7 separate regions of the Mus musculus genome follow, and all the other regions are linked to region 7. Evidence: chromatin contacts called from public Hi-C, Micro-C and targeted proximity ligation data. All regions are on one chromosome and are shown on one strand. The core of a region is the stretch at or near the end of the contact, and the rest is flanking DNA. Distances in the headings are between cores, read along the strand shown. Region 1 holds the start of Slc29a2 (solute carrier family 29 (nucleoside transporters), member 2). Region 2 holds the start of Kmt5b (lysine methyltransferase 5B). Region 3 holds the start of Mrpl11 (mitochondrial ribosomal protein L11). Region 4 holds the start of Ppp6r3 (protein phosphatase 6, regulatory subunit 3). Region 5 holds the start of Lrp5 (low density lipoprotein receptor-related protein 5). Region 6 holds the start of Cd248 (CD248 antigen, endosialin). Region 7 holds the start of Kdm2a (lysine (K)-specific demethylase 2A).

Evidence for each region. Hi-C and Micro-C count contacts between places; a contact is called where the count stands out from the background.
Region 1: a contact with region 7 is called in a targeted proximity ligation map of embryonic stem cells, with 8 read pairs. A contact is called at or near these places in 6 of 130 datasets of targeted methods (the NIH/3T3 cell line, astrocytes, bone marrow-derived macrophages and 3 more).
Region 2: a contact with region 7 is called in a Hi-C map of regulatory T cells, with 4 times the contacts expected there. A contact is called at or near these places in 1 of 39 promoter capture datasets (pre-B cells), 4 of 484 Hi-C or Micro-C datasets (CD4 T cells, CD8 T cells, embryonic stem cells and 1 more), 2 of 130 datasets of targeted methods (memory CD8 T cells and pancreatic cancer cells) and 1 of 9 other capture datasets (liver).
Region 3: a contact with region 7 is called in a Micro-C map of embryonic stem cells, with 2.8 times the contacts expected there. A contact is called at or near these places in 2 of 39 promoter capture datasets (cranial neural crest and frontonasal cranial neural crest), 1 of 484 Hi-C or Micro-C datasets (embryonic stem cells), 1 of 130 datasets of targeted methods (large pre-B cells) and 1 of 9 other capture datasets (embryonic stem cells).
Region 4: a targeted proximity ligation map of pancreatic cancer cells shows a contact between it and region 7. A contact is called at or near these places in 2 of 130 datasets of targeted methods (microglia and pancreatic cancer cells).
Region 5: a contact with region 7 is called in a targeted proximity ligation map of pancreatic cancer cells. A contact is called at or near these places in 1 of 39 promoter capture datasets (pre-B cells) and 2 of 130 datasets of targeted methods (large pre-B cells and pancreatic cancer cells).
Region 6: a targeted proximity ligation map of pancreatic cancer cells shows a contact between it and region 7. A contact is called at or near these places in 1 of 39 promoter capture datasets (cranial neural crest), 1 of 484 Hi-C or Micro-C datasets (embryonic stem cells) and 1 of 130 datasets of targeted methods (pancreatic cancer cells).

What each region holds. Positions count from the first base shown.
Region 1 is chr19:5,022,021-5,025,548 of GRCm38.p6, forward strand. It overlaps Slc29a2 (solute carrier family 29 (nucleoside transporters), member 2), which reads left to right and starts at 1,986. Exons shown (of 12, transcript NM_007854.3): 1 at 1,986-2,257; 2 at 2,491-2,572. The coding sequence starts at 2,229.
Region 2 is chr19:3,765,992-3,769,709 of GRCm38.p6, forward strand. It overlaps Kmt5b (lysine methyltransferase 5B), which reads left to right and starts at 1,898. Exons shown (of 11, transcript NM_001379678.1): 1 at 1,898-2,349.
Region 3 is chr19:4,960,636-4,964,157 of GRCm38.p6, forward strand. Mrpl11 (mitochondrial ribosomal protein L11) reads left to right here and starts at 1,671. Exons shown (of 5, transcript NM_025553.4): 1 at 1,671-1,880; 2 at 2,244-2,339; 3 at 2,691-2,784; 4 at 2,871-3,030. The coding sequence starts at 1,758.
Region 4 is chr19:3,573,628-3,577,309 of GRCm38.p6, forward strand. It overlaps Ppp6r3 (protein phosphatase 6, regulatory subunit 3), which reads right to left and starts at 2,122. Exons shown (of 24, transcript NM_028999.1): 1 at 2,014-2,122. n-TAagc9 (a tRNA gene) reads left to right here and starts at 2,636; the gene lies at 2,636-2,708.
Region 5 is chr19:3,684,213-3,688,133 of GRCm38.p6, forward strand. It overlaps Lrp5 (low density lipoprotein receptor-related protein 5), which reads right to left and starts at 2,352. Exons shown (of 23, transcript NM_008513.3): 1 at 2,143-2,352. The coding sequence starts at 2,230. Gm36672 (a long non-coding RNA gene) reads left to right here and starts at 2,338. Exons shown (of 4, transcript XR_388279.4): 1 at 2,338-2,527.
Region 6 is chr19:5,066,108-5,069,651 of GRCm38.p6, forward strand. Cd248 (CD248 antigen, endosialin) reads left to right here and starts at 1,971. Exons shown (of 1, transcript NM_054042.2): 1 at 1,971-3,544. The coding sequence starts at 2,019.
Region 7 is chr19:4,395,174-4,398,699 of GRCm38.p6, forward strand. It overlaps Kdm2a (lysine (K)-specific demethylase 2A), which reads right to left and starts at 1,904. Exons shown (of 21, transcript NM_001001984.2): 1 at 1,138-1,904. It overlaps 9430078G10Rik (transcription initiation factor TFIID subunit 4), which reads left to right and starts at 711. Exons shown (of 3, transcript XM_030251152.1): 1 at 711-720; 2 at 1,157-2,277; 3 at 2,938-3,468. The coding sequence starts at 711. The coding sequence ends at 3,468.

The DNA.
Region 1 (3,528 bases), core at 736-3,235, 630 kb after region 7:
TCAGGACCTGTGCGAGAGCAGTCAGTGCTCTTAACTGCTGAGCCATCTCTCCAGCCCACACCAGTGGCCTTTAAGAGTCTGCTTTTGGTGCCCCTGCCGTGTGTTTAAAACTGGTTTTATAAAGAGGGGCTAAGCTTGTGACTGCTTCATGTGTCTGAGCACTAACCAATCACATACTTATTATTTTATTACTAAGTGTTTTCCTTTCTTGCCTCCCTTAGGATGTCACTGTGCCATCAAAAATTGTCCTGCCTGGGTTCTGTTATGCACAGCATTTCGCCACAAAGTAGAAGCAAAATATTGGTTAATTACAGATCCCCAGTCAGGCTGAGCTGAGAATCTGAGGTAAAATCCAACTCCTCCCAGCCAAAGGGATCTATTAGTATGTCCCATAGTGTGCCAGCACTCTCCTGTCCCCGGTCCTGGTACAGGCCGTTCCTTCTCTGAAACGCCTCATCCCCTTCCATCCCAGCCCAAGACAACAGACTGCTCCCCAGACCCTCATCTCCATCTTCAAGATGGTGCCAGGGCAACATCCCACCCCCTGTCCCACTTTGACTCACTCTCCTATCACTGTCAAGTAGGAAACAGGTCAGTAATAGTTATTAGAATAAGCATTCGAAAAATGCAAGTGACTAACTGTGTGTAGGTAAAACTGTCGAGAGATGCTCAAGGCAGAGGGGATGAAGAGGCCTTGAAAACCTGTTAGAACTGAACTCAAGACTGTCCCTCTTGGCATAATGGAAGTCTGGAAAGAAAACTTAAAGAGTAACTGTCTTTCCCAGTGTAATCCATTGCTGTCTTTTCCCTAACGTCACCAGCTAGGGTTAGATGCAGCCCAGGGGTAAGAGTGTTTGCCTCGCATGCACAGGGCTCTGAGTTCAGTTCCCAGTACCACACAGTCATCTGCAGTCCACCATGATCTAAGGAACCACCTTCGATGAGCCAAGCCTGGTGGCTAGATTCCGGGAACAGGACAGAACAGGGATAGTAACAGCATGGTCTGGCTGATACATAGGAAAAACATTCTAAAAAACTATATTCTTTAGAAGACACACATTTATATAACCTTGTATATATATACTTTTATATATTCATATTTATTTGTATTTATTACTTAGAAGCACGTGTGCCACTGTGCTTGTGTGGAGGTTAGGGAACAATTTGCTGGAGTCGCTTCAGTTTTTCTAACATATGGGTCCTGGGCGTGGCCTCGGGGCATCAGGCTTGGCAGCAAACGCTCTCACCAGTCCACATAAATATATTTCTTTTTCTTTTTTTTTTTTTTTTTTTCGTTTTTTTGAGACAGGGTTTCTCTGTATAGTCCTGAATATATCCTGGAACTCACTCTGTGGACCAGACTGGCCTCGGACTCAGAAATCCGCCTGCCTCTGCCTCCCAAATGCTGGGATTAAAGGCGTGCGCCACCACGCCTAGTGAAAATTAGGTTTTTAAGCACTCCTGAGGGTGGCAGTGGCGACTACAGGGGAGGGGGCCGAACGTCACCTGGGCCACGATTCCCTCCAGAGCCTTTGTTCAATCCTCCTTGTTGGACCCAGGTACCGTAGGAGGGCCTATCTGTCCGTCTTCCACATATGTTGGGGATTTTCGTTTGCAAAAGTGCCTCGACCTCTGGGGGAACTCCCTCGGAGCACCGCGCTGGGACCTTCTGCGACAATTGATGACACTGGCTTCTTCCTTCTGGTCGGACTTACTTCCTAATCTGCTTAGAGCTTAGAGGGCTCCAAACCTTAGAACACGCCAAGAGGAAGAACCTCCCAGCTAGATCGACTGTGCCCAACAACCACCGGACCCCTTCCCTCCTGCGCAGTCCTTATCCCTTCCCCAGAGATTCCGGACCCGTGCCTAAGGAGAAGACGGGTGCGAGGCGAAGGGACGGCGGTGAGACACAGCTTCAGGCGCGGAAGCAAGCTAGAAGGCGGAACCTAATACCCTAAAGGCACAGCCACCAGCGAGGCGGAGTCTGGAGAGCGGGCGTCCGGGGGAGGGGAGCAATGGCTCTTTGTTCCCGCCCTGGAGGCGGAGCCGAGGTCCGAGCCTGCAAAACGTGGTCCGCAGTGTAACCCAACCCCGACCCTCCGCTACGGCGCTCCGACCTTGGGATTCCTGGACACCGACCAGCGTCGCTCTCCTTCGGCCTCCCAGCCCTGCGTAGGCGCAGGTGCAGCCGCCTTCTGTGGGCCTGGTGCAATAGGACTGCGGCAACCATGGCGCGGGGAAACGCCCCTCGGGACAGGTGAGGTGGGAACCCATGTGCTGCGTACCGTGGCCCAGGTGGCCACGAGCCTTTGAATTCCCGCTCGTCTTGATGCTCCTGGGCTCAAAGACGAACGGGACTACAATTCCCATCAGCCGATTCCCTTAGCTGCTTGAGCCAGGGTGATGGGGATTGTAGTCCGTTCTACTGAGGGGCGGCTAGGGCGGCCCAGGCGTACGTCCTCGGGGTGACCTTCTGATTGATCCCCACAGCTACCACCTGGTTGGGATCAGCTTCTTCATTCTGGGACTGGGCACCCTTCTCCCCTGGAACTTCTTCATTACCGCCATCCCGGTGAGACCCGCGGCCGCTGGGCAACCTCATGGCCACAAACCAACATCCCTCCAGCCGTCTTGAACTGAGCCACTTTCCTCACCAGGCCACTTACTACAGCTCAGCCTGTCAGGGACAGCACCAAGCCTCATAGAGGGAACCGCCTCTCCCCTGGCTAGGCAAACTTTTAGGAAGGTACAGATCTCAGAGGTGCAGGGCCATCCACGTAGGGAGTCTGACCAGCAAAGGAGTTTCCATCCCATGCCCTTTGTCGTTATTTTTGGCCAGTCACTCCAAAGTGTCTTTTTTCCAAGCCTTTGGCTTTCTTTGCAATGACATGAGTTACAGTCATTCAACTAATAATTAATGAGCAACTACTGTAGACAGATGTGGAGGAAGGCCCGATTCCCCAAAGCATGCATTCTTTTATAGAAAGGCAGAAATCTATAGCTTGTTTTCTCCTTTTTGTTTTATTGTTGTTGTTGTTTTCGTTTTTTTCGAGACAGGGTTTCTCTGTGTAGCCCTGGCTGTCCTAGAACTCACTCTGTAGACCAGGCTGGCCTCGAACTCAGAGATCTGCCTGCCTCTGCCTTCTGAGTGCTGGGATTAAAGGCGTGCATCACCACTGCCTAACTTTTGTGTTTTCTTTAGAATAGGGTTATTCAAACATATTCAGTGGGTTAACTTCCCAGGTGTCTGTGGAGTGCTGGCATCGGTGCTGGACCCTGATACCCAAAGATGGATCAGCTACTGAATCTGAGAGACACAGAGCCAGGGCTATTAATAATGAAACAAGACACGTGCCAGGCCATTCCACCCTGAAGCAGAGAGCTATAAAGGTTCTCAAAAGAAATTTCTTCTGCTTCATAGAAAAGATTTGTAAATTAGGAACTGAGCAGACAAAGGGTGGAAGCAAAGCGCATCCTATTTAGAGAAAGATCTGGAGCCTGCAGCTTACCAGAATGGAAGGATGCTAA
Region 2 (3,718 bases), core at 648-3,147, 630 kb before region 7:
GTGCTATGCTCACTTGGGTTCTTCTATGGCAGGCTAGAATCCCAGTCCATTTCCTTGGAAGGGAATGCCTACACTTGGCCTGGCATTCAGCAGGGAATAAATGGAAGCACTTAAGAGCTATACAGAGCTGGGAGCTTGGGTGAGCCTGAAGGGTCATGTGCTGTTGTTTTGAGGTGGAAGACAGGAGAATTTGGGGCCCAGGGTTGCTGAAGTTTGGGTGGACTTGGAACCTGAGCATTCTACCTCTGAAAGTCAGTCTAGGACCATTGGTGCCCACTGGAGGGACACCATCTGGTGTCCCGTGTATGTTCAGCTCTTTGGCATTTGGTATCAAACGTGGCAGAAGCAACTTTAGTGTCTCTGGCACATATTTGGAGCCAAGTCCTATAGAAGTCTTGTGGGGTAGCGGTATTAAGAAACTAGAAAAACACAACAAAACTAAGATCAAAGGAATTGTTAGCTGTGTCTACAAAAAGGGAATACAGCAGGATAGATCCGATGCAACAGGTGACTGGAAAGGGCAGGAAGTCGACCTGAAGTGTCAAGCCCTGTATCTCCTGTGACTGGTCTCCTATGCCCACTGCCCACTCCCAAGATGGTCTGTAGACTGAGGATACAGGTCACACAGCTGAGGTCAGCACAGGAATTCTGGTTTTGAAGAAATATACCTTCCCAGCTATGTGTCCTTAGCAGGTTTCTGTGCCTCTGTTTCCCATCTATGGAAGGGGATAACAAGCGTCGTCAAGTACTCAAGATCAAAGAGGCAAGGGCAATGGGAGCTAAGTTGGTATTTGCTTGACTCTGCTGAGCCATCCTCTAGAAAATGCCTACTATGCTAAGGTATGTGAGTGTTCAGTGTGGTAGTGGTGTTTGCAGGGAACCGAGGCAGGCTGGGGCCCTCCTGCAATGGCCTCAGCTGTTCTCCCTGTCTCATGTGTCGCTGGAGTTGCATTCTTTCTTTCCATTGCCTGGACATTTTCGTACCTTTCCATAACACCCTCCACCTCACTCAGGTGTTTGCTTCAATACGTGACAACCTCAAACACCTCCTTCAGGTCCCAACCACCTGCTTCACTTTAAAGCCTGCGTTTTTCATAGAATAGTGTATAAGAGGCTCTGGCTCCAGCCCTGAGTAGTTGAAAAGTCACCCAACTAGTCCATGCCTCAATTTCCCTGTGTGTAAACTGGAACCCACAATACTCTCGACCTCTGGGGATTACCCTGAGGGACAAATAAAGGGACACACCAGATCGTTGGGAACGACGTCTGGTTAGGGACAAGGATGTGACCCTCGTTATTGTTGTGAGGCACCCCTTATCCAACTGCAAGATCCAAGGGGTGGGGCTTCACCATACCCCAGGCGTGGGTGCAAGCCACTCCGGATCTTCCGCCCCAAGCTCCCGGAGGACCAAACCGCCTTTCTTGCGCCGGTTGAGCCCGAAGAGGGCGAGGAGTGGCTGCGTCGTGGAAAGGTTGTCACTCAGTAGGTGCTCAAGGAGCGGCCGGTGTCAGCACGGGGGACCCAAAGCACGCTCCCTCCCCGCCTCCCGCGTGGTACCGTTCAGGTGGCCCACATGGTCTTGAAGGGTGTTTCTGCTTCCAACGACACCCATCCCCACAACAAAGAAACTCGCCATTCCCGGCCGCCTCCCCTCAGTGCACCCCGGAGGCACAGCGGGCCCGGAGCGCCGTGCGCCTCGCAGTTGCCCCCTGAAATCGCAGCTCGGGAGCTGTCCCTGGTAGGTGCAGGTGCGCACGAGACGGGGGCGGGGGCCAACCCCGCGGGGCAGCAAGCGGCCGGGGTACTAGGTGGCGCCCACCGGGCGCGCGGCGACGCCGCCTCCACCGAGATTTAAAGGGCAGCCGGGCGGAGGGATCTTCGAACGACTCTCGCTGCGATCCCTCCGCCTCGAGGCTCAGCGACGGCAACGACGTGGTTTCTTTGGTGGTGGTGGTGGGGGGGATTTACTCTTGTGCCTCCGCTGTCGGGTGCCGCGGCAGGGAACTTCATTCTCTCTGGTGTCTCTCAGCCTCTTCCCGCAGAATTCCGTCGAAGCCATCGCGGCCACTAGCGCGGAGCAAAGGTGCGCGCACGCTCGGTGTCGGCGTGGTGTCCCTCCGCCGTCAGTCGTGGACTCCTTTTCGTGTCCTTCCACCGAGCCCGGGCGGTGTCCGGGTGGCTCACCGGGGGCGGCGACGCGTCTGCGGCGCGGCAGCGAGGCTCGGGGGCTATGAGGTGAGGACGCCCGGGGACCGGAGGCGGCACCCGGCGCTGCGCGAGAACGCAGGACGCGAAGCCCCGAAGTCGGCGGATGCCTCTCAGATCCCGCGACTGCGCGCGAGGTGGAGGTGAGGCCCGAGGACTGTGAGGCGGGGGTGGCCCGGCGCTGCGAGCCAGGGCTCGGGGACAGGGGCTTGGCGCGGGCCGCGGTGGTGGCCGTGGCGGCAGGGTTGGGGGGGCCCCTCGGCGGACGCGGACTCCTTTATTTCCCCCCCCCTTCCGTCAGCGGAGGCAGCGGGCGGTGCTACGTCCGTGCCGCCATATTGGATTTTACTCTCCAATTTTTTTTTCTGAGGAAATATTTTTTGGTGATTAATTTTTCTGGAGGGACCAAAAAGTGTAGCCGGGCGCTTCGGGAGCTCGGTGGCGGAGCTCTTGGACGGGCCCGGTGCTGGAAGACCGGCAGTGCTGGCGGTGAGCCGCGGAGGACGTACGTGCGTGCGTGCGTGCGTGCAGGAACCGGGCCGCGGGGCGGGGCTGCGGGGCCGGGGCGGCCGGGCGAGCGAGCACGGCCTGCAGTGTTGGCGGCGGCCGGAAGGGAGCGGTAGCGGTCGGCGAGGGCCGGGTCGCGGCCGCACGAGGGGAGCTGCTCGGCCGCTCGGGATTGGGGGACTGTGTTTTTCCTCTTCTCCAATGGGCGGCCGGCAAGCGTCTCGCCCAATCTGCTCGCGCCGGCTCGCCGAACTTTCGGTTGTTTTTGTTTTGGCCCGAGCCTCGTTTCCTGTTGCTCCAGGCTCAGACTGTCGCGCGCGGGGGTGGGGTGGGGGTGGGGGGCAGTCGCTCGGGCCCCACGCAGTGGCACTGGCGTCACTCGATCTGTCATCCGCTCGTTCAGCCAGAGTGCAAGAAGGAGAGGAGGAGACGTGAAGTTCATCTTGAACTTTCTGATGGCGCTCACTCTGAGACAGTCCTCTCAGAGGAGCAGACAAGATGGATTGCCTGACTTGATTTGTTTGTTTGTTTTTTAAACCTGCTTTCTAGACTTAAAACTGTCTGACACAGGCCTGAGGGGTTGGGAGGCTGCCGAGTGGATGGATTCCTTAGAGGAACTCGCTTCTCCTTGTAACTGTTCCCCGTTCTTATTTATTTATTTATTTATTTTGACAGAAACGCCAGCCAGTTTGGGTAATTAGTAGACAAAACATAAGCCCTTTCAGAGGCGATGAAGAAGTTATTGTTTTTCTTTTTGCCTGAAATGATCACAGACAACTTTTTTTAAAGATTTATTTATTTCTTATATGTAAGTACACTGTAGCAGCCTTCAGACACTCCAGAAGAGGGAGTCAGATCTCTATTCTGATGGTTTTGAGCCACCATGTGGTTGCTGGGATTTGAACTCCAGACCTTTGGAAGAGCAGTTGGGTGCTCTTACCCACTGAGCCATCTCACCAGCCCCCACAGACGACTTTTGAGTGAAGTCCATGCCTTAAGAGTGAA
Region 3 (3,522 bases), core at 421-2,920, 570 kb after region 7:
AAGGACCTGACTTTCTTTGCCAGCAGGTTGTAGGGAAGTTCAAGTCTACAAACATTTTCAAAAACAGTGGTGGGATGGGGTTAGGAGATGGTTCAGTGATTAAAGTGTTTCCTGAAAAAGAGTCAGGGCCAGAGGCTGGGTCTTAAGAAACCCAGGTAAATGCCATCTGGGCATGGTGACATCCCTGTAGTTCCAGGCCAGCATAAGAACTCCAGAGCAAGCTGGTTAACAAGATGAACCACTGGCAAGCTCTTAGTTTGAGTAAGAGACCCCACCTCAGAAGGGCAATGGAAGAGGATCTTAACATCAGCCTCGGCCCTTCTCGTGTGTGTACACATGTGCAAATCCACACACACATTCACCCACACACACGCAAAAACGTACATTGCACACACAAGGAAATGGTAGAGGAAAGAAAAAAATGGAGGTTTGTGAGAGGCGGTTTAGAGGAAGATGATAGAATTTGAAGTGGTATGCTACATAATAGGCTGCCTGGTTGTCTGGAGAGGAATTATTTTTTAAAAAGGAAAAGAAAAGGAAAAAAAAAAGAAAAAAGAAACTGGAGAATTCCCCTCGAATCTGAAGGATCGCAAACAGTGAGTTAGTGGATAGTTCCTTCGAAGTAGTCTCAGTCTGGAGACTGGATCAGAGAACTTTATATCCTGAACTGTTGGAGAAAATAATGGAGCATTCAACCTACAGTTATTGGAGCTTTGCAGCCACGTGTGGTCAGGAAGAGTCTGTGAGTCAAAGAGTCCTACCAAGGCCATTGCTACTACCCTAAAGTGCCTAGATACACAAGATTGCTCTAGGGAGGGATAATAAAGGCTTCAAACACCACCTGGCTCAAATACCATTCCCTAAAACGCAAGTAATAATCAGGAATCCTGGACAGAATAGAGCGGGATGCGGAGTTCTGAGACACAAAAAGTCATCTTCCAATGAAAAAATGAAAGACGGGGAAGCAATAAAGTATGCCTAATAAGCTAGTGGAAAATCAGGTTTGACTGGGATGAGAATTCACAAACTTAGCATTTCAAAAGCGCGGGGAAGAGCTTTTCCCTTTGTATAAATAGCGGTAAATGCCTTCTTGGTTCAACGTGTGTTACTGAGCTGTCACAACAATTCTGAAAGGTACCTATAATATTCGCGGTGTCAAAGATTTTCATAGGTAACAGAAACAGTAGCCTAATCCTAGCTCTAACTCTTTGTCTAGCTATGAATCAGGTTCATAGCCAGCAAGAGCAGCAGTCTGCCATTTCATTTCCCGTCTATAATCATATTGCCTTCCATGAAAAACCACATGAGGAAACAAAAGACTCAAGGGATTTTGCATAACTTGCTCCATATCAAACGCTAAGATATCACTGTGTCCAGCAGATGGCAACCCAGAACACGGCCAACAGCAGGCGCAGGATAAGGCGCTGAACTACATACCCACAATGCTGTGCGGAGACTCAAAGTCCCGAACTCCTGTTTGGCTGTCTAAGGTGATGCCTGTGCGCACCGCTGAGGGATTGTGTGTACTGAAACCATATAGGTTCTCGTCCTGCCTTCAGAGCGCAAAGTTCAATTAATTCTTAAATTCCGTAATTGGTCTTTAGTTGGAGAGCTGTATGCCTGAAACAAGACTGCTCTTTTTTGGTCTCATTTACCCTAGCCGAACACGAGGGCCCTTCACCTCTGACCCAAAATGGCCGCGCCCAGAGCGTAGTTCTTTGCTTCTCCGAGGCGAGCTAAGATTAAAATCCTACATCATGTCCAAGCTAAGCCGGGCCACTCGGACCCTCAAGAAGCCCGAGGCCGGCGGCGTGATCCGGTCCATCGTGCGAGCAGGCCAAGCTATTCCTGGGCCTCCACTAGGTCCCATCTTGGGTCAGGTGCGGTGTGCGGAACCCGGCCTGGGAGACGTGGGAGAGTGCGCTGGAGCCGGGGAAGTCTCCTTTATAAACGTTGTCTCCACTATTCACACCTTCAGGCCTTATGTCCTTGTATTACTTACGGAGCCTCTTTTGACCTCAGCACCTCTGACCCCCAAGTTGGCTAGTTGCTGATTAAGTGGTACCTTGTGGACGAATTGCCTGGCACCCAAAGCTATAGAACCAGAGTAGAAGAAATATAACAACACACACCCATACCCCCGCCCCCCCCCCCCACACACACAAAGATGAAAGGACAGGGGCTCCTGGTTGGTAGAAAGCCTTCAGCTCCCATACTTAACTTTGTGTATGCGTTCCTTATAGCGAGGTGTCTCTATCAACCAGTTCTGCAAAGAGTTCAACGAGAAGACAAAGGACATCAAAGAAGGCATTCCCCTGCCTACAAAAATTTTTATAAAGGTAGAGAGACCCATTCTCCCATATATTTCCTTGGCCCTTGAAACTAGTCACTCTGGTTGCTTCTCTGACTCTTAACTTGGTTGCTACCTTCCACTTATCATTTAAACAGAAGCCTAGACCATAATTTCTCTGAACTGGCTTGATCCTGCCATATTGTGGTTCTTACCTCTCATCTCACTGGGGCTTCCAGAGGAGATTTGGGCTAGGAATAAAAATGGCAGGGATGTGTGCTGTAGATTTGTTTTTCTGTCTTTTGTGGTGTGCAAGTTGGTGGGAGAAGGAAAGGGACATTAGAAATGTCTTGGACTGGATAGAAAACCAAGAAATTCTCATGTATCTTTGTCTGTTAAGCCCGACAGGACATTTGAGCTCAAGATTGGGCAGCCCACTGTTTCTTACTTTTTGAAGGCAGCTGCTGGGATCGAGAAGGGGGCCCGGCATACAGGTAAGGACTAGAGTGGGCACCTGAGAGTCTGATGTATCCAGAGAAATGTAGTGGCACTTGAAGAATTCTTTGCTCCTTCTTCCCAGGGAAAGAGGTGGCAGGCCTGGTGAGTTTGAAGCACGTATATGAGATTGCCTGTGTCAAAGCTAAGGATGATGCTTTTGCCATGCAAGATGTGCCCCTGTCTTCTGTGGTCCGTTCCATCATTGGCTCTGCCCGTTCCCTGGGCATTCGAGTGGTGAAGGAGTGAGTATCTTGAGAGGAATCCAAGTAAGTTCTTCATTTGGGAGGAAAGCTGAGAAGGCCCATTACAGTGAGGTGGTTGGGCTTTATTTGTTCTTCTTAATTTATAGCCTATGTTAGTTATGCATATTAAGCTTCATTGTGACATTTTCATACATGTCTAGCAGATTCTAGCAGAAGGATATGGGTTGAAGCCTCATCTTGTTTGGAATATATTTCATAAGCACCTGTTCTGTCCTGGACATGGATCTGGGCACTGGCTAGAACCAGGAATGGCCAGTAGTGCCTGGCCACTCTGGAGAAATGTGTAGTCCTAAAGGCCGACCCATACATAGAGGCCTAGACTAGCAGGTGTCAATGTTATAAAATCAATGGATGTCATGCAAGCAGAGAGGAGATTTCCTGCTTTTACCTGATGTGTCATTGAGGACTCTGAGGGAGGTGACATGGAAACTGCCCAGGAAAAGGAGGGTAAGAGAGCGTAAGATTACAAGG
Region 4 (3,682 bases), core at 872-3,371, 820 kb before region 7:
CTAATAGAAACTGCTACACAATCTAAGTTTCATACTCAAAAGCTGTCAGGTTTCAGAGCATTCAGAAATTAGGCATATTTAACCTGTACCTTTGCTGAAGCTCTCAAGACTGCAGCTTTTCAATTGCAATAACAACCAGGAAAATCTAAGAAATCCTCATATTATGATTTGGGGCAACTACACAGAAGCAGTGCCTAGAAGCAGCAGAGGAGGGGTGCTGTTTAAGATCCTGAAGGTGTTTTCTATGCATAAGTACTGGTTTAGACAAAACGCTTTCAAGTGATTTAATAGATTTTCAACATCTCATGGAAAAATTAAAATAACTTCCAGTAATTTTTTTTAGCCCAGCTGATCCTTAAACACATGGCTTTCCTAATTGTACCTAAACACTTAAAAGTTAATTTTGAACTAGGTGTGGTGGTACACACCTCTATTCATAATGCTTGTCAGGTAGAGGCAGCAAGATCAAGAATTTGAGGCAGCCTTAGCTGAAAAGGAAAGTCAAGAACATTCTAAACTACTATCATCTCAAAAAATAACTAAATAATGAGTCCGGTGCAGTGGTGCATGACTTTATTAATCCCATTATTAAAGGCAGAAGCAGTAAAGATCTTCCCACCACATAGTGAGACCCTGCCTCAAAAACAAACAAAATCATCAAGATCAAGTTGAATTTGAGAGGTATGGTCACCACTGAGCTGATTCTATTCACAAAGCACGATTCTAGCTGCTTTGTGCTAACATATTTACATATATACTCAGTTACAGTCTAATATGAACATGTTAGATAAAATTGGGACCTAACATGAGATAAACTTATGAAACAAACTTATTTTCATGGGTTACAGGGGCAGCAAAGAGGACTAATTCGCCCAAGGTCACAGGACTAGAAAGTGACAAAGGAAGATGTAATTTTCAGGTGGCCCATAAGAAAGCTCAAACACCACTGGCAACAGGGATCTTGCACCTTGCAATTTCAAGGAACATTTTAGTGGAAGGAGATCTTAAGTTCCTTTCTTACGGGCTGTGTCAACTGCAACATGACCTTGAGGGCAAAAACCAAAGTAAACTTGACTTAAGAAAATGAAACAGTATCCATATTAACAAGTGCTCTGATGCAAGGAAACCTTCTAAGTGTCCCCTCCCCCAAGCCAAAGCAAAACATAAACAAAGCTCTGGCCCATTCTAAAGAGACCACAGCAGGTAGGCGGCAAATGACAGTAGGACATGCGGTGGAGAAGTACAGACACAGAGCTACCGAGACCACTCATTCTGTCCCACCTACAACTTCAAGTCCAAGTTCTAATGAAAGACAACGGGACTGGGGAGAAAAAGACCTCCAAGTTAACAGTGAGCCGAGCTTTAAAAGCGAGGTGCTTGAAGCCACAAGAAGGGTAACTCCTCACTTCAGCTCCAAAACACCAGGGAATCTCCAATGCCCGCGTCTGTATAAAAGAGAGACTCAACGGCGGAGGATGAAGATTCACTGCGATGGCCCCGAGAGACTCGGAACTGGTTTTTGTGTGTTCCGATGACTCTGCTAATGCCCAGAAACCCACACAACTTGTTTCTCAGAGGACAAGAGTCCAACAAAAGCCTTCGCGAAGCTCTCCAGCGAGTTGACAAGCTCCAGGAGATCCCGAGAAGTCGCTGTGAAGGCCCGGGCGCGGGAGCCGGGGAGCTCGCCCAGGACCCCCGACTTGGCTCGGGGCGCGCCTCGCCTCGCCTGGGCTCCCGCCGAGCCAAGCCCAGAGTCACCTCGGCGTCCAAAGTTCGCAGTCGGCTCGGCTGACTGCCAACGCTCGGCCCGGCTGACAGGAGCGGGCGGCCCGGTCCTGGCCAGGACTGGACGCCGCCTCCCGGGCCGCCGAAGCTGCCGATTCCGGGGGGGAGGGGAAAGGGGCCGGGACGCTCCCTCCCCACGCCGCCGGGACCGGACCACCGCCACGATCGGTCGGCCGCTTGCCCGCGCGACCCGCACACTCCGCGCCACCGCCCCCTCCCCTGAGTTACCTGGAGGCGCCCAAGACCCGCAGTTAGTCGCGCTCAGGCGGGAAAAAGGTTCACCGACACCATCAGCGAAGCGCCCAAAATGGCGGACGTATCAAGCAGGCCTTGAGTTACCCCCGCCCTCCCTCCGGCCGCCCCGCAGCCAATCACAGGATAGACCCCGCCCCTTCACACGGATCATTGGCTTGTCTCTCCCGCCCCCCACAACCTATTGGACCGCCCAGCGGTTCCCTCGACTCCACTTCGATTGGCTTTGAGGTCTTGTCAGTCAAACGCGAGAGGCGCATTCTTTTTCCCATGGTCTTGACGGATCCGGAACCTCTAGACCCCGGAGTCTGAGAAACAAGTCAGAAATTGGGAGAAGCTTAGGCTGGGTCCCTCTGCCCCGTAGCAACAGCGGGGCCTCGCGTGACAGACGCTTGGGACCACCAATCCGCATAGTCAATGTAGTTTAAAACAAATGAACCAAACCAATCCCGGCTGTGTAGCTCCGGATGCGAAGAAGCCAATGGGGTAACACAATGACAGCAGGCGGTGGGGTAACGGCCGCGGGGGACGAGGGGGGGGGGAAAACCGGTGATGACGTGAGTCACAATACAACCTGCGACGGAAGTTAATTATAGCTGGGGAATTAGCTCAAATGGTAGAGCGCTCGCTTAGCATGTGAGAGGTAGCGGGATCGATGCCCGCATTCTCCATAGCATAGTTTTATCGAAGACCTTCAATTAAATTACTTCAGACAAAGTAGAGTGGCATCCCTGAAAATGGGGTCAAAATGTAAGGTTTCTTAATACAAAGGAAACCAGGCTGTATCTTTTGTCACAGAGAAGAATTTTACACATGAATTTCTTCCAACTGCTAGTGTCCTATACGTATAGTACTACACATTTACCTTGCCCCAGAACTGGGGTCCTGGACATCAGGGTCCCTACTCTCAAGTCTTGCACTTAACCACTGTCATGGCTAATCCTGGTTTTTAATTCTCCTGGGGCTGTCTAAAAAGGTGAAACTGAGCTGACCACAAGCATTCTCTACCTCCTGGCTGGTTGTGATGTGATGTGATGTGATGTGACGGGCAGACTCCCACACCTGCTCCCTTGACTTCCCTGCCATATTGGCCTCGACCTGTGAGACAAAATGAACCTTTTCTCCCTAAAGTTGCTGTTGTCAGAATATTTTATCACAGCAACAGGAAAAGATACCAAGGTGCTCCCCTTGGGTCCCTATGAATAATCTGCCTGGTTCAGTGTGGACAGGACCATAAGTTCAGGCACGCTGCAGCTGGCCACCATAGTCAACAAAGTCTCTGAGTCTTGGAAGTCTTTCATGAAGCAGGCCTTCCCATGCCATCTGGAAAGCAAGTGACCAAGGTGATCAAGCTAAGGGACAGACTCTTTTGGGAAAGTAGTAAGTCATAGGACAGGACAGAGCTCTAAATCCCTGGGGTGTTGGTAGCAGGGAGGGGAAGGGTGTTACAGAGACCCCAGGGTGGGGCCTTGGAGCTTCAAAGGCAGGACGAGCCCAGCTATGATGGGAGACTGGATAGCAGAGGTAGCTGAGTCACACAGACCTTGAGTGGCAATGCTCACACCTCAGACAGGGAGCAGTTGCCTGCATATCTCTTCCAGTAGGTCCAGCAGTCCCAGGCCCAGGCTTCACTGAAGCTCAGAGA
Region 5 (3,921 bases), core at 1,102-3,601, 710 kb before region 7:
TACACAGAGAAACTATGCCTCAAAAACAAAACAAAACACCTTGGTCAGATGATCACCTCCTGCTCCAACCCTGGGGCACCCACTTGCAAAGCAGGTGACAGAGTCCTCACCTGGCTGTACCCCACCCCCACACCCCTGTGCAAATTCTGCTAGATGCCTGAGTAATGACACTGTGTAGTCAAAATAAAAAGGGTTCCAACTATGTTGGGGCCAGGAGGTGGCTTTCCCCAGAGAAGCTTAGGACAAACAGGTTGCCTGGGTAATTTCTTGCACAGAGGGGACTCTGCTCAGCATTTAACCCAATATAACCCAACATGTGCTGGCTGGGCCCTCCCAGGGGTAGACAGCCCACAACTGCAGGAACCTCCTCCAGGGGGCCAGACAGGCTAGGCTGGTCCAGGGACAAGTGAGTGCTTTAGGCGGTGAGAAGGAAAGCCTAGGGCTTCCAGAATGGGGAATTCAGGGACCACTAGAACAAAGGCTTTTCTGTGGGCTCACAGCTTCAATTTGCAACAGGAAGCAATCAGGAAAAATAATTAGCTGCCCACTCACTCCCTTCTCTCCAGACTCCCAAAGCAAGAATCTCAGACAGACATTTGGGGGTCGCACAGCCAAAAACACTCAAATAAGAGCTTCAGGAAGATTCTTCTCTTTGCTTCCATTTTAGGCCTGGACTACCCCATCAGCTGGTACTCCTGGGGCCTGGCTTCCTAATGTTAAAATAATCGACTCTATTTTTGCCGCACACACCACCAAACTATAAAGATGTTCAATTTGGGATACCAGATGACAGGCTAGGGGATCCCAGAGTAATGTCAATCCTACCTAGGACAGGAAAGTCGGCTTACAAACCCCACCTTTAAAACAAATAGCTGCCCCATACCCCTTCTGCAGTCACGACCCAGGCATTTCCGGGAAGAGTAGAACTGGCCTGGACTTCCCACAGCCTGTCACAGTTTTGTCTTCGCCTTGTTTTGCTAACACCAGAGATGGCCTGAAAATGTAAACATGATCCCGAGGGAGACAAATTTAGGGGGAGACTCCCCAAGAGCCCTCTGGCTGAGCTTGAGAGCTCCAAGACTGGATGAAGCCAGCTCCCCTCGACCCCTCCCCCCAAACATAGGTGGAAGAGACTGCAGCCCAGGGAATCTGAGCACAGAGCCAGGCCCAGCCACCTCCCTCAAGTGTCTACCCTGGAAATACACAGGGGGACAGCTGTTCGCCTTAATAAGGCCCAGACAAAGGGACCTGAGGTTGTCCCCTACCCCGCCCCAAACTGCCATCACCACCACCCGGGAGTTCAAGAGTATCTGCCGGACCCTTGGACAGCCACACTCCAGAAAAACAAAACACAAACACCCGAAAACAATGATTTAGGTGGCAAGAGCCTTGCTTTAAAAACCACATGGCAATCTCCGAATTAAAAGAACATGTGTAGCGTTTCCAACTGCTTCGTTTCTCGAGAGTCCTCCTGACCTCAGCTCCACCCCTCAGGACACACCAAAAAAAAGTTAGAAAGTTCCCGAGCGGGCCACTTCCCTAAAGGTGGGTCCAACTGAGGCAGAACCATACCTCCCCACACCAAGGCACCCACGCAACCGATCTCGGGGCTGGGCACTGGTCAGCGGGGCTGGGTGCCTGGCCACCGCTTGGGGGCCCGAGCGGTCAGATGGGTCACTGGGGTCACGGGGACACCTGGCAGGTGTCAGTCGGTTTGGAAGGCTGACAGCCCACGCAGGTCAAAGCGACAGCAGCCCAGGGCCAGGCCGCCCCGCGCAGGGCTCTCCGAACTTCCTAGCTAGCAACTTCTGGCACTTCCCAGGGCTCGGTAGGCCGGCCGCCGCAAGCAGGCTCGCGAAAAGTTTTCCCAGTAGTTCGCGATAGGCCAGGCCTGTCCCGGGCCATCGCGATGCCCGTGGGCGCACTCCTGAGCGCGCCCGGCGTCCCGAGCCTTGGGCAGGTGAGGGCCCGCCCGCGCCGCACCTGGCGGGCTCGGTCCCCAGGGAGGGGCCCCGGCGGGAGAGACAAAGGGCCCGCGCGAGGTCCCCCGGCGCGTGGTCCCCCGGAGCGCGCTCCAACTCGTCCGCAACTTGCAAAGTGGCTGCTTGCGGCCCCGGCCATTGTCCCCCGCGCCCACCTTACCCGCGGCGGGGACCAAGCTGCAGTACAGCACCAGCAGCAGCAGCGGCGGCGGCGGCGGCGGAGGGGCCCGGGTCGGCGCCGTTTCCATGTCGTCCGGCGGCCGGGAGCGCCGCGCGCTCACTCGGGCTCCATGGCGCGCGCGGCGGCGGTGGATCCTCGCGGCTCCCGGCGCCTCTTGCTCCCGCCTCGGGCGCCGCGGCCCAAGACGACGCGGGAGGAGGGAGCGGAAGCCGAGCCGGTCTCCGCCCCCCGCGCCGCCCGCGCCCCCCGCCAAGCCGCGCCCTCCTGCGGGCGCCCGGGAGCCGGGCAGGCGGGTCTCTCCGGGCCCGCGACAGGAGAGGCCGGGCAAGCAGGTGGGTCACCTGCCAAGTCTCTGTACTGACAGGTGAGGAAACTGAGGCACGTGGAAGCATGACCCACACAGTCAGGAGGCCTCAGGGCTGGAAGCCAAAGGTCTCCGAAGCCAGCTTTGGGCTCTTTCACCACAACTGTAGCCACCTGGCCCAGAGACATACCGCCCCACTTGGGATGCACGCGGGAACAGGCGCAAAAGCGGATACTGCTGGAGGAACTGGGGGCTTTTACTTTTAGATTTACTTTTTGTTGTATGTGTATGAGTGTTTGCACGCATGTATGTGCACCACATGCGGGAAGGAAACCAGAATAGGGTGTGGGGGTCCCCTGGGACTGGAGTTAGAGGTGTGAGCCACCAGGTGACTGCAGGGAACCAAACCCAGGTCTCTAAAAGAGCAGTAAGTGCTTCTAACTGCTGAGCCTTCTCTCTCCGGCAGTGCTTTCTAGAACCTCACACCTTGGGCAGGCAGGTGTAGGTGAAATCATTTCATGTCCTTAGAAAGTAAGCTAATGGCAGTGTCCACCTTGCAAGGTAGAGAGGAAGGACAGAAGCTGAGGTGGTCAGGAGGGTGCCTCTGCCCTCCTGTGGTTTATGCTAGGAAGAGACAAAAATAAGAGCCCAAACAAAGGAGTGAGTAGCCGGGAAAGTGACATGGCGCTCAAGTGTGTATGACTTTACTTATAAGTCTGACATGGTGTCCAGCCTCGGGAGATTGAGGCAGGAGGCTTGCCATGAGTTTGAGGCCAGCCTGGGCTACCTGCGAGACCCTGTTTAAAAAGAGTTGATAGAGCCCTTGGTTCCCTAGTGTGCACAGCTCTCCCAGCGCTGCATAAACCGGACCTGATAAACAGAAGGAGCAAAAGGCAGGTCAAGGCTGGCCAGCAAGATGGCTCCCGTTGACCTAAGTTCAACCCTAGGATCGCAGAAGAAAAGAGAACTGACTCCCCAAACTTGTCTTCTAATAGGAAAACATGAAGACCAGGGACCAGCTAGTAGGGGGAGGGGACCCACACCAGGGTTCCAAGGGTCAGGGCAGAGATTTCAATGCGGAAGCAGGCCAGTGGTTCAGGAAGAGCAGTCTCCTGGGGTGGCTGTATCCAGTCTCTGACCGGAAGAGGAGTCAGGAGGTCTCAGGGGCAGTCAGGGGACTGGGGACTAGAGCAGCTAGTGTCCTTGCTGGTTCCTTCTCACCCAAGCCCAACCCCCATCCCCCCTCCACCTTCAACACAGAGCCAAGAGCACAACCCCCTTCTCTAGCCCCACTCTCACCCATCCCCCAAGGCCTTCCTCTTTCAGCCTTGATTTTTCTGAGGCCTCCTCTCCCTGCAGCCAGGGAGCTTGTTAAATAAGCCAGACCTCACCACTCCTCCCACCGGTCAGAGAGGAAGCTGAAGCCTTGGGCTCACACGGCCTGGCCTAGCCAC
Region 6 (3,544 bases), core at 721-3,220, 670 kb after region 7:
AGAATATAAAGGATCGTGTGTTAATGCCAGACTCAGAGGTGATGGGAAGACCAGGACTTTAAGGTCATCCTGGACCACACAGTGAGCTCCAGCTTAGCCTGGGCAACATGTAAGACTTTGCCTCAAAAAATCAAAAACGGACAGGGCGTAGTGGTGCATGCCTTTAATCCCAGCACTCGGGAGGCAGAAGCAGGCGGATTTCTGAGTTCGAAGCCATCCTGGTCTACAGAGTGAGTTCCAGGACAGCCAAGGCTATACAGAGAAACCCTGTCTCGGAAAAATAAATAAATAAAAAACGGGCTGGAGTGATGCCTAAGCAGCGAAGAGTACTTCTTGCTCTTGCAGAGGACCCAAGTTTGGTTCCCAGCACCCACACGGTAGTTTAAAAATACCCGTAACTCCAGTTCCAGGGAATTTGATGCCCTCTTCTGACTTCTGAAGGTAACAGGCACACACACGGTACACACGCATACATGCAGGAAAAACACTCATAAACAGAAAGCAAAAATGTTTTTAAAAGTCGAAATAAAAACCAAGAGTAGCCGGGCACGATGGCACACTCGGGAGGCAGAGGCAGGCAGATTTCTGAATTCAAGGCCAGCCTGGTCTACAGAGTGAGTTCCAGGACAGCCAGGGCTACACAGAGAAACCCTGTCTCAGAAAACCAAAACAAACAAACAAACAAACAAAAAACCCCAAGGGTATAAAAGGATTACCTGGTGTTGGGTGACTGTAGTACCTGCTACTTAGAATCCAGGAGTTTGGAATAGCCTTGGCAACAGAGCAAACTCCATCTCTTAAAAATAAATAAATAAATAAATAAAGGTAAAAAGAGAATGCAGGGGTTAATCCTTCACACAGAATCCCAGGGCCACCCTGGGTGCCTGGCCCAGTGTGCAAACCTCCAGAGGCCTCCAGGAAGGGCTGGAAGAGGACCCTGGGAGTAAGGAGGACAATGTGATGCCTGTGTCACACTTACTATCCTGTTGTGTCCCCATGCCCATACATGGTCTTGCACAGGTCCCCTCATAGCAGCCGTGCTCACCCTGAGCAGAGCTCAGTCTCCACAGAGCCCAGAGTCATGCACCCTGCCTTCCTGCAGCAGAAGCCTGGAGAGGCATTTCCTGTTAGGGGGCAGCCTCCTCCCGCTCTAAGCCCAGGTTCCCAGGGCCCCTGACTGAGCCAGGGTAAGGAGAGAGCAGGCCTTGGCCTCCTCCCCCCTCCCTAACCCCTAATGCTGGTCCTGCTGGAGCCAAAAAAACTTGGGAGTGAGGTAGGCTGAGCGAAGGGCTCATCAAATACGTGTCTGGTTGAGGTGGTTCTCAAGGAGGTTATCAAGTTGATTCTCACGCAGGGCCCAGGCAGGAATGGGTGGGGCCTCATCGTTGAGACCGTTTAGCAGGCCACATCATCCTAGCTTATCCACCTAAGGGCATACACAGCATGTCAGGAGAGCTGCGTGTGTGAGGCTGGGGTTTGGCGGCCTTAGATAGGGTGTCAGAGAAGATGCTCTTGCCAGGCTTGGAAGGAGTCGTTCACATATGTGTGATGAGAAAGGGCTGGCCCGATCAAGTCGTTGAGCTCAGAATGCAGCCAGTATACTGATACTGGTGAATCCAGATCCCGGCTTTCGGGAGTCTCTCTGGAAGACAGCTTCACCCCAGCTGCCTTAGCTGCAAACAACGCTGAAGTTTCAGAGGGTTGACTGGGGATGCTTCTCAGACAGACAGGTTCCCTTTTCCCTGACTCTCAGCTCTGTAACGCCTGAGGTAGCCCGTTAGTTGTACCTCCCCCCTCCTCTGCCCTTCGCCTCTCACCCCAGAACCCCCCCCACCCCACTGCTTCCTGCTCCAGCAGCCCCCGGGGAGCTAGCAGGGGAGCTGGCAGCGGCCCCAGCCCACTCCTTACAAGGCGTGAGTCCGCCGGGCCCGCCCCCGGCCCTCCCGCCAGAGGCCTTGATCCCTCCCCCTGTCAAGAGCAGCGGCAGGCCCGAGCCGGGCCAGTCGGGGGGCGTCGCGATGCTGCTGCGCCTGCTGCTGGCCTGGGTGGCCGCGGTGCCCGCACTGGGCCAGGTCCCCTGGACGCCGGAGCCTCGAGCCGCGTGCGGCCCCAGCAGCTGCTACGCGCTCTTTCCCCGGCGCCGCACATTCCTGGAAGCTTGGCGGGCGTGCCGCGAATTGGGGGGCAACCTGGCCACACCGCGGACCCCAGAGGAGGCCCAGCGTGTGGACAGCCTGGTGGGGGTCGGGCCGGCCAACGGGCTGCTATGGATTGGGTTGCAGCGGCAGGCTAGGCAATGCCAGCCGCAGCGCCCACTGCGGGGCTTCATATGGACCACGGGAGACCAGGACACCGCCTTCACCAACTGGGCCCAGCCGGCTACGGAAGGACCCTGCCCAGCCCAGCGCTGTGCAGCCCTTGAGGCCAGCGGAGAGCATCGCTGGCTCGAAGGCTCGTGCACACTGGCTGTCGATGGCTACCTCTGCCAGTTTGGTTTTGAGGGTGCCTGCCCTGCCTTGCCGCTTGAGGTGGGTCAGGCCGGTCCCGCTGTCTACACCACACCCTTCAACCTGGTTTCCAGCGAGTTCGAATGGCTGCCCTTTGGCTCCGTGGCAGCTGTGCAGTGCCAAGCTGGCAGGGGAGCTTCTCTGCTGTGCGTGAAACAGCCTTCAGGTGGCGTGGGCTGGTCCCAGACTGGCCCGCTGTGCCCAGGGACTGGCTGTGGTCCTGACAATGGGGGTTGCGAACATGAGTGTGTGGAAGAGGTGGACGGTGCTGTGTCCTGCCGCTGCAGTGAAGGCTTCCGTCTAGCAGCAGATGGGCACAGTTGTGAAGACCCCTGTGCCCAGGCCCCCTGTGAGCAGCAGTGTGAACCTGGAGGGCCACAAGGCTATAGCTGCCACTGTCGCCTTGGCTTCCGGCCAGCTGAGGATGATCCACACCGCTGCGTGGACACGGATGAGTGCCAGATTGCTGGTGTGTGCCAGCAGATGTGTGTCAACTATGTTGGTGGCTTTGAGTGTTACTGCAGCGAGGGTCACGAGCTTGAGGCAGATGGTATCAGCTGTAGCCCTGCAGGAGCCATGGGTGCCCAGGCTTCCCAGGATCTCAGAGATGAGTTGCTGGATGATGGAGAAGAAGGGGAGGATGAAGAGGAGCCCTGGGAGGACTTTGATGGCACCTGGACAGAGGAACAGGGGATCCTATGGCTGGCACCTACACATCCACCTGACTTTGGCCTGCCCTATAGGCCCAACTTCCCACAGGATGGAGAGCCTCAGAGATTGCACCTGGAGCCTACCTGGCCACCCCCACTTAGTGCCCCCAGGGGCCCCTACCACTCCTCAGTGGTGTCTGCCACACGGCCCATGGTGATCTCTGCCACTCGACCCACACTACCTTCTGCCCACAAGACCTCTGTTATTTCAGCTACACGCCCACCCCTGAGCCCTGTCCACCCACCTGCCATGGCCCCTGCCACACCTCCAGCTGTGTTCTCTGAGCACCAGATCCCCAAAATCAAGGCCAATTATCCAGACCTGCC
Region 7 (3,526 bases), core at 654-3,153:
AGAGATAGATAGATAGAGGGGACTGGAGACATGGCTCAGTGCTTAACAGCACTGCTGCTTTTCAAGAGGATCCGAGTTCAATTCTCAACAACCACATGGCAGGTCACTGTCTGATTCCAGTTCTAAGGGACCCTTACACAGATATAATGCAGGTGAAAAGGCTCAGGACTTTTACTTCTCTTCTTCTGTATGTTTGCTGGTGTGTGTGTGTGTTTAAGTTTTGTTGTTTTGAGACAGGATCTCTCTACATAGCCCTGGTGGTCTTGGAACTACAACATAGACCAACCAGGCTTGCCTCCAACTTACAAGAGACCCGACTGCCTCTGCTTGCCCAGTGCTGGCAAAGGTGTGCAGCACCAAACCCAGGAAGGACTTTTATTTCTAAAGTGCTGAATGGCCAGGTGAAGGTGAAGTACACACAAAACTAAGCCAGACCCTAAACCAGTGAGTTCTCAAACAGGTAATAACAAATTATAAGCAAAACGGGGAGGTTACTTTCATTAAAAAAAAAAAAAAAGAGGGCAAGAAAAATTTGGTTTTACAGAAAGACTTCAAACCAATGTCCCATATCCTTCTAGTAAGGAACTGCCTTCCCCAAACTACCATCCACCTCAAGGTGGACAACTACAGAACAAATTTGAGAGTTGCAAACGGAGGCAAAAATACCATCTAATCTAGATGAGTAAATAATAAATGAAACGTCTCGATATATGGATACGGGTGAAACATCCATTAAATAAAGGCCGGTTGGCACGTCAATCAATCCACAACACCAAGCAAGGGTTTTCGTTTTTCTAAATATCTTTCTCCAGAATAATGGCTTCTAATTGGATATACAAATGTTTTTTTTCTCTCTTGTAAATATAATACGGCCACGTTAACAAAATCCTTTCAGAGGACCCGATGACATAGTTTGCGAGAGCAGTTCGTGGCACTGCCCTCCTCGGCCTCGGTCGCGAGGGACACAGTCTGCACCCCAGGGCCGGACAGCAAAGCGGTAAACCTCGACTGCTCCCCTAGGGAAAAGGCGTTCTGTGGCTCACCCCTTGCAAAGAAATAAAAACTTTACATTAAGTCTTTAGATAAGACCGGGAACCAAACTTCCCAGGGCGGGGGAGGGGGGAGGGGAAATCTCACCGAGGATTTTGTTCTTGAGTTCTTGTCCAAGAGAGAAGTAAAATTCCAAACACAGACAAAATAAAATCCCAAACGTCGTCTTCGGTATTTCTGTGTATTAACCCAGTATCCAGAGAAGGGTCAGAGCGACCCGGAAAAGAGGAAACAGTTACTGAATCAAACCTCCTCTTCTGGCTTTTACAGACTCCGCGTCCGAGGCGTCAGGGAAGCAAGACCACTCGGCTACTCCCCCAAGCTGGCGGTCAGCAGCCCCAGCCCGAGACCCGGGTCAACCGGGCCGCGGGAAACACCCTCCTCTCGGTACCCTCAGCCGGCCACAGCCGCTACCGAAGCCCAGGAACCGCGGCCGATCAGCTGAGACCCGCCCGGCCGACGCTCCCCGCGCCGCCCGGCCCCCCGGAACGCGGGCCCCGGCCCCGGGGGGCGGAGAGGGCGGGAGCAGCGAAGCGCCCTGACCGGGGGCCTTCGGCTGCCTTTGCGTCGTCCCCTGAGCCGGGGCTCCGCGCTGCGGGACGATCCCCCGTACACCCCCAGCTACTCCCCAGTAGCAGAGGAGGGACTCCGGGGGATGGGCCCCCTGACGTTGCCCTTCCACGCGAAGAGCCCACTGCCCGGGAGGGAAACAACCGCGACGGGCCCGGGAACTGGAAAGGTGCTCTGCGGCCCGCCGCCGCCGCCGCCGCCGCTGCCGGGGAGGGGTGTTGTTTCCCTCACACAGGAGGATCCGCTGAAGCAGCCGCCGCCATTTTGAACCCGTCAGATTCTCACATACACACAGCTCCTCCGGCCTCACTGCGCAGGCGCCCTCTCTTCACCACCACCCCCTCCCTCCCGTCGCCTCTCCACCCCCACCTCTTTCGAGCCTCCCTGCGCGTCTTACCGCTCTCCGGGACACACGTGAACGCGCACGCGTCACTCCCCCCACCCCACCCCGCCCCCTCTACCACGGACACACCGCCGGAGCGCGCACGCGCCGATTGCGTCGGCCTCGAATCGCCCGCGCCCCGCGACGCCGACGCGGTTCCCCGCCCTCCCCCCCTCGCGTCAGCCCGCACGCCCTCTGGCCGGCCTACCGCCCCCGCTCCCTGCCCGCCTCCTCTCAGGTCGCCGGCTCGACCGGGTGCCTGCGCCTGCGCGCCAGTCGCGAGCCTCCTCCGCGCGCGCTCTCTCTCTCCCCCACACCCGCACACAGACACACACGCACACACAGACGCGCGCGCGCGCGCACACACACACACACACACACACTCGCAACTTCGCCGGTGACCCCGCCCACCGCCGGCCAGCTGCGCCAGCCGCCCTCCCTCCCCCACTACTCTAGGGAGGGTTGTGACCCCCGACCCCCACAAAACACAGCACCCCGCCCCAAGCAGTAGGAAGCATCTCCCCTTCCCCTTCGAGCCACCTCTGCTGGGTGGTCAGACGGGTCACACAAACGTGGGCCAGACGGCCTGGGTCAGGGCAGCCGTTGGCCGCTTCAACGCGGGGTCCCCCGGGGTCATGCCATGGGAGCGGGCCAGAGCCGGGTGCTGTGCTCGGGTCTTGTCAGACCCAGGGAGTGCACGGAAAGAAGCGCCCTCCCGCCGGGCGCCCTCCCTCACGCGCCGGCCGGCCGAGGCCCACCTGCTCGCCATCCCGGAGTAGGCCCCTGCGCCCCCCGCTGCAGGGCCTGGCCGCCCTTAGCACGGGGGGAGCTCCTGTCCGTGCAGCGAACCGGTTTCGCCTCACCCACTCCTCGCCGCTCCGAAGGGGCAGGAACCGGTAGCAGTAGCATGTCTGTCCCGAGCTCTGTTCCCTCAGGGCAGCTCCAGACGCTTGACAAGGGAGTCCACAGGTGCTGTGCGCGACAGTGGGATCCACGACGGCTCAGGGGTGGCAGCAGCTAGCACACCCCACTGCGGGCCGCAGGCTCCCAGGGAGGTGGCCCAGGGAGCCCCTGCTGTTGGCCACGCTCAGGTTTCCGTAGCGCCGGTGCCCTCGGCGGCCCGGGTGGGACGTGACCCCGCCCCCGGCGAGTCGGGGCACCCCCCACGGAGAGGGGCGCGGGCCGCCCCTAACCCCAGGGCCGCGGCTTGCGAGGGAGGCCCAGCCGAGAAAATGTCTCCGGTTTGTGTGCGCAGCTTCGCGCGAGGGTCAGCGATGGGGCAGCGGCGGCCCAAGCTGCTCGGCCCTGCCGACGAACCGGCTCCCGCGGCTCGACAGCCGCCCGACGGGCAAGCGGGCTCCGGACGTCGACGGAGCCCAGCCAGAGGTAACAGCAATGCCATGCGAGCAGCCCAACTGCGCTCAGGGCAGTTCCCCAGCCAATCTCGTGCTTTGAGGCCCGTTTAAATTGTAAATCCCACAAAGGACGGTGGCCTGGACGCTACACATCCAAGTGCTTGAGGTT